Regions from separate parts of the Sus scrofa genome. Here region 1 is linked to region 2. Evidence: chromatin contacts called from public targeted proximity ligation data. All regions are on one chromosome and are shown on one strand. The core of a region is the stretch at or near the end of the contact, and the rest is flanking DNA. Distances in the headings are between cores, read along the strand shown. Region 1 has its middle 300 kb from the start of RUNX1T1. Region 2 has its middle 330 kb from the start of FAM92A.

The links.
Region 1: a contact with region 2 is called in a targeted proximity ligation map of skeletal muscle, with 8 times the contacts expected there. A contact is called at or near these places in 2 of 47 Hi-C or Micro-C datasets (heart right ventricle and skeletal muscle) and 1 of 2 datasets of targeted methods (skeletal muscle).

Annotation. Positions count from the first base shown.
Region 1 is chr4:44,295,305-44,299,550 of Sscrofa11.1, forward strand. No RefSeq gene overlaps it. Among named protein-coding and RNA genes, the nearest start is that of RUNX1T1, 300 kb to the right of the region's middle.
Region 2 is chr4:43,313,495-43,318,279 of Sscrofa11.1, forward strand. No RefSeq gene overlaps it. Among named protein-coding and RNA genes, the nearest start is that of FAM92A, 330 kb to the left of the region's middle.

The DNA.
Region 1 (4,246 bases), core at 1,492-3,991, 980 kb after region 2:
CATAATTCTTCTTAAATGGGTGAAAAGGAAGAGGGAAATTTTAACCACTCAAAATCATCCAAGAAGGTTAGTAGAATAAGCAGAGAATTAAAACCCTTGAAAACCATGAAGACACATTTTAAGTGTTTTTTAAAAAATCCTTAGTTCACCTAGATGTCAAAAATTTTCCAGATAGGCATTTACTCAAAGTTCATTAATCAAGGTTTCATTTGGGGGGCCATGCTCAGGAGGAAGGTAAGAAAAAGGTCATACCCTGATATGATCCACATCATTGCTGTGACACTGAGCATAGGATATTAACCGCTCCCTCTCCCAGTGAGCTGGTTGTAACACCATCAGGTGCTCTTTTATTTATTTTTTTTTTTTTTTTTGCTTTTTATGGCTGGATCTGAGGCATATGGAAATTCCCAGGCTGGAGGTGGAATTGGTGTTGGCCTACACTGCCGCCACAGCAACTCAGGATCCAAGCTGCATCTGCAACCTACATCACAGCTCATGGCAATGACAGATCCCTGACCCACTAAGTGAGGCCAGGGATCAAACCTGCATCCTTATGGTTATTAGATTTATTTCCACTGTGCCACAACTGGAACTCCCAGATGCTCTTCTAGTCCTCGCGGCATGATGATACGGTGAGAAGGAAGTAGAGCCTATGTCTACTTTAAAAAAAAAAAATTAGGCTGCATGTGCAGCATATAGAAGTTCCCTGGGCGGGGGATTGCAACCTATGCTGCAGCCATGGCAATGCAGGATCATGTAACCCACTCACTGCATAGGGCCAGGGATCAAACCATGCCTCTGTAGTGACCCGAGACATTGCAGTAGGATTTTTAACCTACTGTGCCTACAGCAGAAACTCCTAGCCTACATCTACTTGAAGATGTTTCAAAATTATTTTCTAGGATGTCCTCCAAAACATCTTCTGCCTTTTTTCTAGGAGAAGGGCTGTCAGTTTTCAGGCCCTCATCCCTTTGTCCCACTTCAGTGGATTCAGAATGCGACCAAAGGTATGGTGAATGCGTACTTTACCTTGACAGACTGTGTCTGTCAGACTGTCTGGCAAACTATAGGGACAGAAGTAGAGTACCCATCAGGCTCAGAGACTTGATTAGAAGCACCACCCTTTGAAGCACAAAGAAATGGATGGCTGAAGCAAACAGGACCACACTAACTGCCAGCCCTATGATCTCTTGGGAGATGTATCCCCATAGAGCAGCCCCCCTTCCCTGCCCTTTGTAACAGTTCTAAACAAGGATCAACTTCAGCTGTGCAACATGCTGGCCAAAATTTCAGAAACTCTGGAACCAATTTATTCCATCTGGAAATTAGTTTCAGCTTTTATTGCTGCAGAGTTTAGTCCAAACCAGACCCAATTTCCAAAAGGAGGTTTTGCTCCTTTACTGTCAGAATTTTCTCTTTCTAAAACACACTTACTTAAAAGATTTAAAATGATGATCAAGATCAAAGATTTGTGCCTTTGGTATACCAGCTACGTTTTCCCACATAATGTCTCTCCCAGGTTACTTCTCAAGATCATGAGGAAATTTTATCATTAGTTACTATGAAAGGGAGAATTTGGATAATTTAAACTGTTCCCTGGTAAATGTGCAGTTTAGATAGCTTTTCTCTTATGCCGGGCAGTGACTCCATTGCTTTCCTAAAACAGCAGCTAAATGGCTGCTTAATCTTTTTGGGGAAAAAAAGGAATAAAATTGTAACAATAAAGTTTAAATGAAAACATGATCCCTAAAATCCATTTTTACAAACATTAAAAGTAGGCAACTTTAAACATTTCAAGTAGTCTTATACATAAGATTTCTTTGTTTCGGTCCATCTGCTACTGATTAAACATTTTATATTTCCATTGTGATTAATTATGCTATTTATATACTTGAAAATGATTTGTTTGGAAAGGTATGGTCTAGTGTAAGTCTTTCATTTCTGAGAATGACAGCCCTTCAAAAAGTAGAGCAACACTATGCACTCAGGAAATTCACCATCTGCTTTCTTATGCTCTTATTACAAATTACAGACCTATAGGAAAACAGAATTGAGCGAAAACAGAGTATAAATAATGCTAATGGCATTCATTTGAGATGTTCGAAAATGTATCCATTTTTAATTAAGCCAACATACTCTCTTAGTCCCCAAAGAAAATTGCCATGACTTTTTTCCTGTCTACACTCAGTTTGAAATTGCCAAACAGCCAGAAATTTTCAACCAGGTCTAGGAGGCACCCTTAATTTATTCTAATCTAGGCTGAGCTTTTCAGGTATTAGAGCAGACCAAGATGGTGTACACAAGGCTTAGGCATAGCCTTGATCCCATAAAGAGAACTGGATTAGGGTTATAGTCAATACAATTGAGGAAAAAATGCTCTGGAAAGTGTGCCATAGACCGTTTTCCAACATAAGTGTTTGTTAGTGCCAACAGACAGTAAGGACCTAGAGCTAGCAATTTCCCACCATTTGAAAGTTAGCTATTGTTTCATTTTTGCATGACCAAACAGGCATCTGAAACCACAAAATAAAACCATTTTTATTCCGCCTGGCCAAACCACATTTAGTGAAATTTCGTAAACCAAAACAAAATTGCTCTCAGACTAAAATAAACTTATGCCAAATATCAGGCTGTGATTTTTTTTTTTTTTTACAATGACCATTATTCATATCCAGAAAGAAGTGTTTACCAAGCGATTGTCCCAAGGACTATTACCAAAGGTAGCCAGGAGCCACACTTACATCAGGCTTGCTCCCTCATTAACACACCAAGGGCCTCTGGGGATCTGTGTTCAGCACGCCATTTGCTTGTTCTATGCGTCTCTGATTGTCTTTTCTCTCCTTTTTCTCCATCCCAACTGAAAACTACTCTATGACTTCTGGCATCTCTATTAAGTAGTGAGCCGCATGGAAATGATTAACTTTTGAACTGCAAAACTGAAAACACTCTCAGGCACACTGTGGAAATGAAACATGTCATGTAGCAAAAGGGTTCCCCTGATGGAGTTTGCAGCAAGGAAGAGAAGTCATTGGCTGAGATTTCGGTTTTGTTGTTGTCATTGTAGATCAAAAGGATGTGATCATCCCTTCTGATAGCTCTTTTTTCCCCCTTGGTAAACAGCCTCTGAGTGAGTTCATTAAATATTTAAACAGTCCTGGTATCTATTAATGTTATCAGACACATGAAATATGTCTGATGGATTTATTCTGCCGTTAAGGAGCCATACCCCGGTGTCCCTCCTGGGACAGTGCTCCAGCTGTTTAAACTATAATTCCATCACTAGGAGGAATGGTGAAATCACTGACCTCTGTGAAACGGACTCATTGCTACTCAGCCTGTAAATTGCAAATGAAACCTTTCTGTAATAATGTGAAAATATGCATGCATAGGAATTAAAGCACTTGGGGGTCACCAGCAAAGCTTGGTGCATTTTCTGTACCCTCTAAACAGCTGGTGGAAAGAATCCAATAAATCAATGCCTGCAGAATATTTGTGATTAGGAGGTGTATGAGTCTTTTGGGGTTCAATAGCTCTACCACCAGGTATAGGAGAATCTCAATCAATCCTCTGAAGATTTTTATGTTTTTTTTTAATTCCTTTACTGTTTACTTGATCTTGATTCTCAGAAGTGATAAACTGTGGTGAAACTATGATCCATACTTACATTCCATAAAATCAATCTAACAGGAAATTATGCATAAAGTCCTTCAAACTGTGAGCTACTTTGATGTCCTCTTTTTACCTATTTCAAGCTTATGAGAAATAACAGTTCATGACAAATAAGAGAAAGAATGTCTGCCCAAGACTTTCATGTGAAGGAAAGAGGTGTTTTAGTTCACTGGTAGGTTATCCATGTAATCACAGTATATTTATTTTTTTTACATCAACTTAACGTGTATGAAAGCCCTTACACAATTTCTTAGATATATTGATAAAGCCAGGTGTTGACAACCCCTGGAGATTGTAGTTTCAAAGACTTGGTCTAATTATCCTAAGAAACTTGGTTTTTCTGAAGCTGCCAAACAAGTGGCAAATCCAAAATATGGAAAATAAGCCAATTTTTCAGTACACTCTTCCCTTGATATTGCAGGGAACTGATTTCAGGATGCCCGGCTATACCAAAATCCTGGGGTGCTCAAGTTCCTTATGAAAAATGGCCGAGTACAATCGGCACTCCGTACCTAAGGGGTTTTGCATCCATGAATTCAAACGACTGTGGATAGAAATTTCACCCCATGGTTAGTTG
Region 2 (4,785 bases), core at 2,192-4,691:
CTTCACTAGCTTGTGGCATCCTTGGCCTGAAATTCAGCCGAAAGTCTGAATGAAGTTCCTCTCAGAAATTACACAGTATTAATTTAAATAAATTAAATGAAGATCTCTGGTCAGAAAGATGAGTGTCTGCTTGGGATGATTACTCTTTTTCACTGCTTGGCAACTTCCTTTTTATCTTTTAAATATGTCAAGGGTTCTTGCTGGTGGGTTTTAAATAGTGCTCTTCCTTCCAAAGGCTGAAGTGCTGAATATCTATTTTAAAACCTGGTGAGGAGGCCACCTCTTGCCCTGACTGCTTACCCAGGTGCTGTTTAAAAAGATTAAATTGGAATTCAAGAAGTATTTGTTCTAAAAATATTTGTTGCATACCTTCTACTTTTCAGACCCTGCTTGCTACTCAGGATATAGCAATGAACAAGGTGGACAGGATCTACAGCTGCCTTCATAGAGGTTACAATCTAAAGATGCTGCCTGATGACTAAGAGGCATGAGGGATGGTTTAGTGCTTTGTTTATAGGGTACTCATCATCTCCGCCAGGTAATTTTCTCATTGAGGACCGCCTATAGATATGAAGGCTTGATGAAGCCTATGGGTGTGTGTAAATGGACTGAAAGAACTTTGTTTGATTAGATGCTTAGTTTTGAATTCTCATCATGCAAAGAGAACTCTTCCAGGTTCATGTGAGATGGCTTAATGGATGAATCCATGTGCAATGGCACCATTCCATCGATTAGAGGAAGGAGGAGACTTGTACAGTCATATTGTCACATATTGCAGTTCCACAAATTGTCAGTTCATTTTATCCAGATTTCTGTCATACTCGCTTCAAAATAGAGTAGAAGCCTTTCAGAATAAAAAGACTGGGAAGCAGGTTCATTGGCATCAAATATCTCGATATCTGGAGAATCCATTTAAAGTGTTCCTTCTGCAAACATTAAAGCAATATCCATATTACTCCATTCACTGGCAGGATTTCGGAAGCACAGAGTCTGCTCAATTCTCTGGGGGGCAGCTGTGTTCAGTAGTTTGAGAGCAATGTGGTTCTGTGAATTTATATGATTACAAAAATTATTTTAATGGGATCCTGTTCTTCATTTCCAGAAACTGCTGTGTTAGGATTGCAATAGAAAAAATCAGGGGATCAATGGGTGTACAAAGCCAGACTTTCATGTCTCATGGTCTATTCTGACTTAATTCCATCATGGGTGACTGCACTACACAACTGTGATAACTCAAAAGGGACCCCCAAAAAAATGGCAATTTTTTTTTCCATCTATGGCTGCACCTGCACCATATGGAAATTGCCAGGCCAGGGATCAAATCTGAGCTGCAGCTGGAACCTGTGCCACAGATGCACAGTGTTGGATCCTTAGCTCACTGCCCCAAAGCAGGAACTCCAACACATGGAAACTTTGATTTACTTTAGTTCCTTTTACTTTAGCAGACATTTACTTAGTCACATGCCCCATTAAGTGAAATTAACAATAGTCTGCATGTGCATGGATTATCTTCTATCCTTCTCACCCCATTCCTCTGATGAAGGTATTCTATTTGTTGCCATTTTACAGAAGAGGGTATTAGGATTCAAGAGTTAAAATGACATGCTCAAGATGAGGCTGTAAGGAAATGATAGACCTGGATTGTATGTAGGGGTATTTGACCCCAAAGCCCATTCTAGAAACCTCTATACCTGAAAGCATGATGCATTTTTAGCTTCTTTGTAGTCACTGCAACATGGATCAACATAGTTAAGATCTCAATAAACAGTCAATTTATAAGTTTGAGGCTCTATGACAGAGTGTCATAGGGGATGGAGAGCTGAGGTTTAATTCAAATAAAAGAGTAATTTCTTCAGTACCCGCTTGATCCTGTTGTGATCTGCCACTTCTCTATATGTTCGAAATTCAAATAAGCTAGGTGGGAATCATCGGCCCTACATCCTGGTTAATATCTCTGCTGACCTCCAGCTTTATTCTTATGCCTTCACACAGGTTCTATTTTTGAGCGACTTGATGCAAAATGTGTTCCCTGCAAGTTTCCAAAAGACATCTAACCTCACAATACCATGTTTTTCTATGACTTTTCCTGAAGGTTTGGAGGTTACTTTGCACAGTTAAACTATTTTGCTAGTGTCCTGCTGGCAGTTGGCTTTCAAACTCGCCTTCCCCTTCTACTGCTCCCTGGCCCCAGACACCCAGGATCATACACATGCTTCCTGAGTCTTCAAAAAAATCCCTGCATGGGTCCCTCTGGGGCACCCTTTTCTACCAGATTCCCAATGAAACAGTGTCCATCCTCCTTTATCTTTCTTTTTTTTTTTTTTTTTGGAAGCCAGTAAGTAAAATCCTCTGTATTTCTCTACTTACAATTTTATGTACATTCTCATTTAGGCCTTACAACCATTCCTTGAATTGGTGTTTTGCCCTCACTTTAAGATGACAAAGCAGACTCAGAAAAGTTGTGATTTGTCCAGGTCCAGTTGTCACCAGGGGAGCTGTGTTGGGAACCTGAGCCCTCTACCCAGATTCCCATGCTTTCTCCACTCTGTCCTGCCTCCCCTGTCTGACAGATGTGCAGGGAAGAGGAAGAAGGATTCTTCCTTAGGTAAGCAACTCTGTCAGTGTTTCTCAAGGGAGTGCTACTGACATTTGGGGGGAGGGGGATGATTTTCTGTACAGAAATGTCCTGGGCTTTGCAGGCCCTACCCACAAAATGTTGGTAGTGTCCTCCATTCGATGCGGCAATGAGTGAAACGTCCCTATACATGTAAGGTCCCCTTTTGGGAAGGGGTGGCACCTCCCCATGGAGAAGAGCTGGGGATTGATAAATCCTCATTTCCATACTAATCAATTAATTGTAAGACTGGTATGGATAGAACAGCCCCTACTAATGTTAAAATGGCATCAGGAAACAAAACGTCCAGAGAACAGAAGAGGGTAGGAAAAGGTAGATCCCATGGAATGCCCAGACTACATGGTCACTCTCACCCTGGAATTAGGCTGTGAGTAGAGTCCAAGAAAGCAGGGAAGGCAGGACCAGGAAGTGGTGCTTTGGAGAGAAGCGGGAAGGAAGGAGCTGCCATTTAGTGGTGGAGAAACCACTGGGTACGGAGGAAGGAGGTCTGGATCTGGTCTTTGCTGGGCTGTGAGTAACAGTGTAATTCTAAGCACTCACCTCCTGTCCTGCGGAAGGAGAGAGTTGGATTGAGGGCGGCCAAGGGTCCTCTTGGCTGTGTTTCTCAGTTTGGGGACCTTGGGAAATGAGAAATGCTGGCCATTTTGTTTACTGAGAGTTCTTAATCTTTGGTGGTTGTGTACAGTTTAGCTGCCTAATGATTTCCATGCTTCTCAGCTGCTTTAGCCTGAATCATCCTTATCCCTTAGGAGGAAGGGAAGTCCAAGTCCATGATCTGATTCTGTTTAGAAAGCATAACCCTCGGGCCCAGGCTCAGGACTTGTGCTGCCCTATTTATCCCAGCTGGCAAGTCACAAGCTCTGGGTTAGGGAGATACATGATCTTAAATGTTAGCAGAGTCAGATGTGCTCAATGGAAACAGTCTGGCTAACTCACAACAGATTCTCAGCCCTCCTGGCTGTTCTCCAGAAATCATGTCTGGTAGGATTTCTGCAACAGATCTGATAGTTGCTGACTTGGAGAACTTGTAAGCTGTTTGTGAATTCACAGTGAATGGCCCTAATTCCAGACACAAATTCCCATTGACAGTAAGAGACTGGAGATGAACAGAAAATGCATTGAAAGCGTATTTGTGAAGTAAATGTGTGTGTGTTTATGTGTGTGTGTGTGATAGAGAGAGAGAAAGAGAGAGAGAAGGAAGGAGAGTGTGTGATGAGAAAATAATTTAGGTTGGTAGAGGCTGGACAATCTCTAAATGGGATATTTTACATAGAAAGCTGTGTTGTGAAGGAAGTTAGACTGGAATGATGAGTCCTAATGATTTTCCTAACACAAAACATAACTTAATCTCACAAGGCATTCTTCCAAAACATAGCATGCTCTACTAAAAAGCCAGTGTGTAACTTTGATAGTTGAGAGAAACAGGATAGGCAGATATAAAACATAGGAGGCTTGCTCAAACTTACCAGAATTACTTTTTATTCTTTTTACAGTCACACTGGGAGCAAATGGAAGTTCCCAGGCTAGGGGTCAAATTGGAGCTGCAGCTGATGGCCTATGCCACAGCCACAGCCACACTGGATCTAAGCTGCATCTATGCCACAGCTCAAGGTGATGCCGGGTCCTTAATCCACTGAGTGAAGCCAGGGATCAAACCTGCATCCTCGTGGATACTGAGTCAGGTTTTTAACCTGCTGAGCCATACAACGGGAACTCCAGACTTACCAGAACTTCAATATTGGTTTTGGTTATTGTGTGTTACAGAGTATAAAGTAAAGTTATTTTGGTAGATGATCAGATTCCTTCCTAAGAACTTTTCCTTTTTGAAGCACTAATGGCTTCTAGTGTTTTTCAGTTATTCAATACGTATTTCTTGGATCCTGACTCCATCTCAGGTACCATGCATATACTACTTTTTTTTTGTCTTTTTACGGCCACACCACTGGCATATGGAGGTTCCCAGGCTAGAGGTCTAAACAGAGCTATAGCTGCTGGCCTACACCACAGCCATAGCATCACCAGATCCGAGCAACATCTGCAATCTACACCACAGCTCATGACAATGCAGGATCCTTAACCCACTGAGTGAGGCCAGGGATCGAACCTGAAACCTCATGGTTCCAAGTCAGATTCGTTTCTGCTGTGCCACA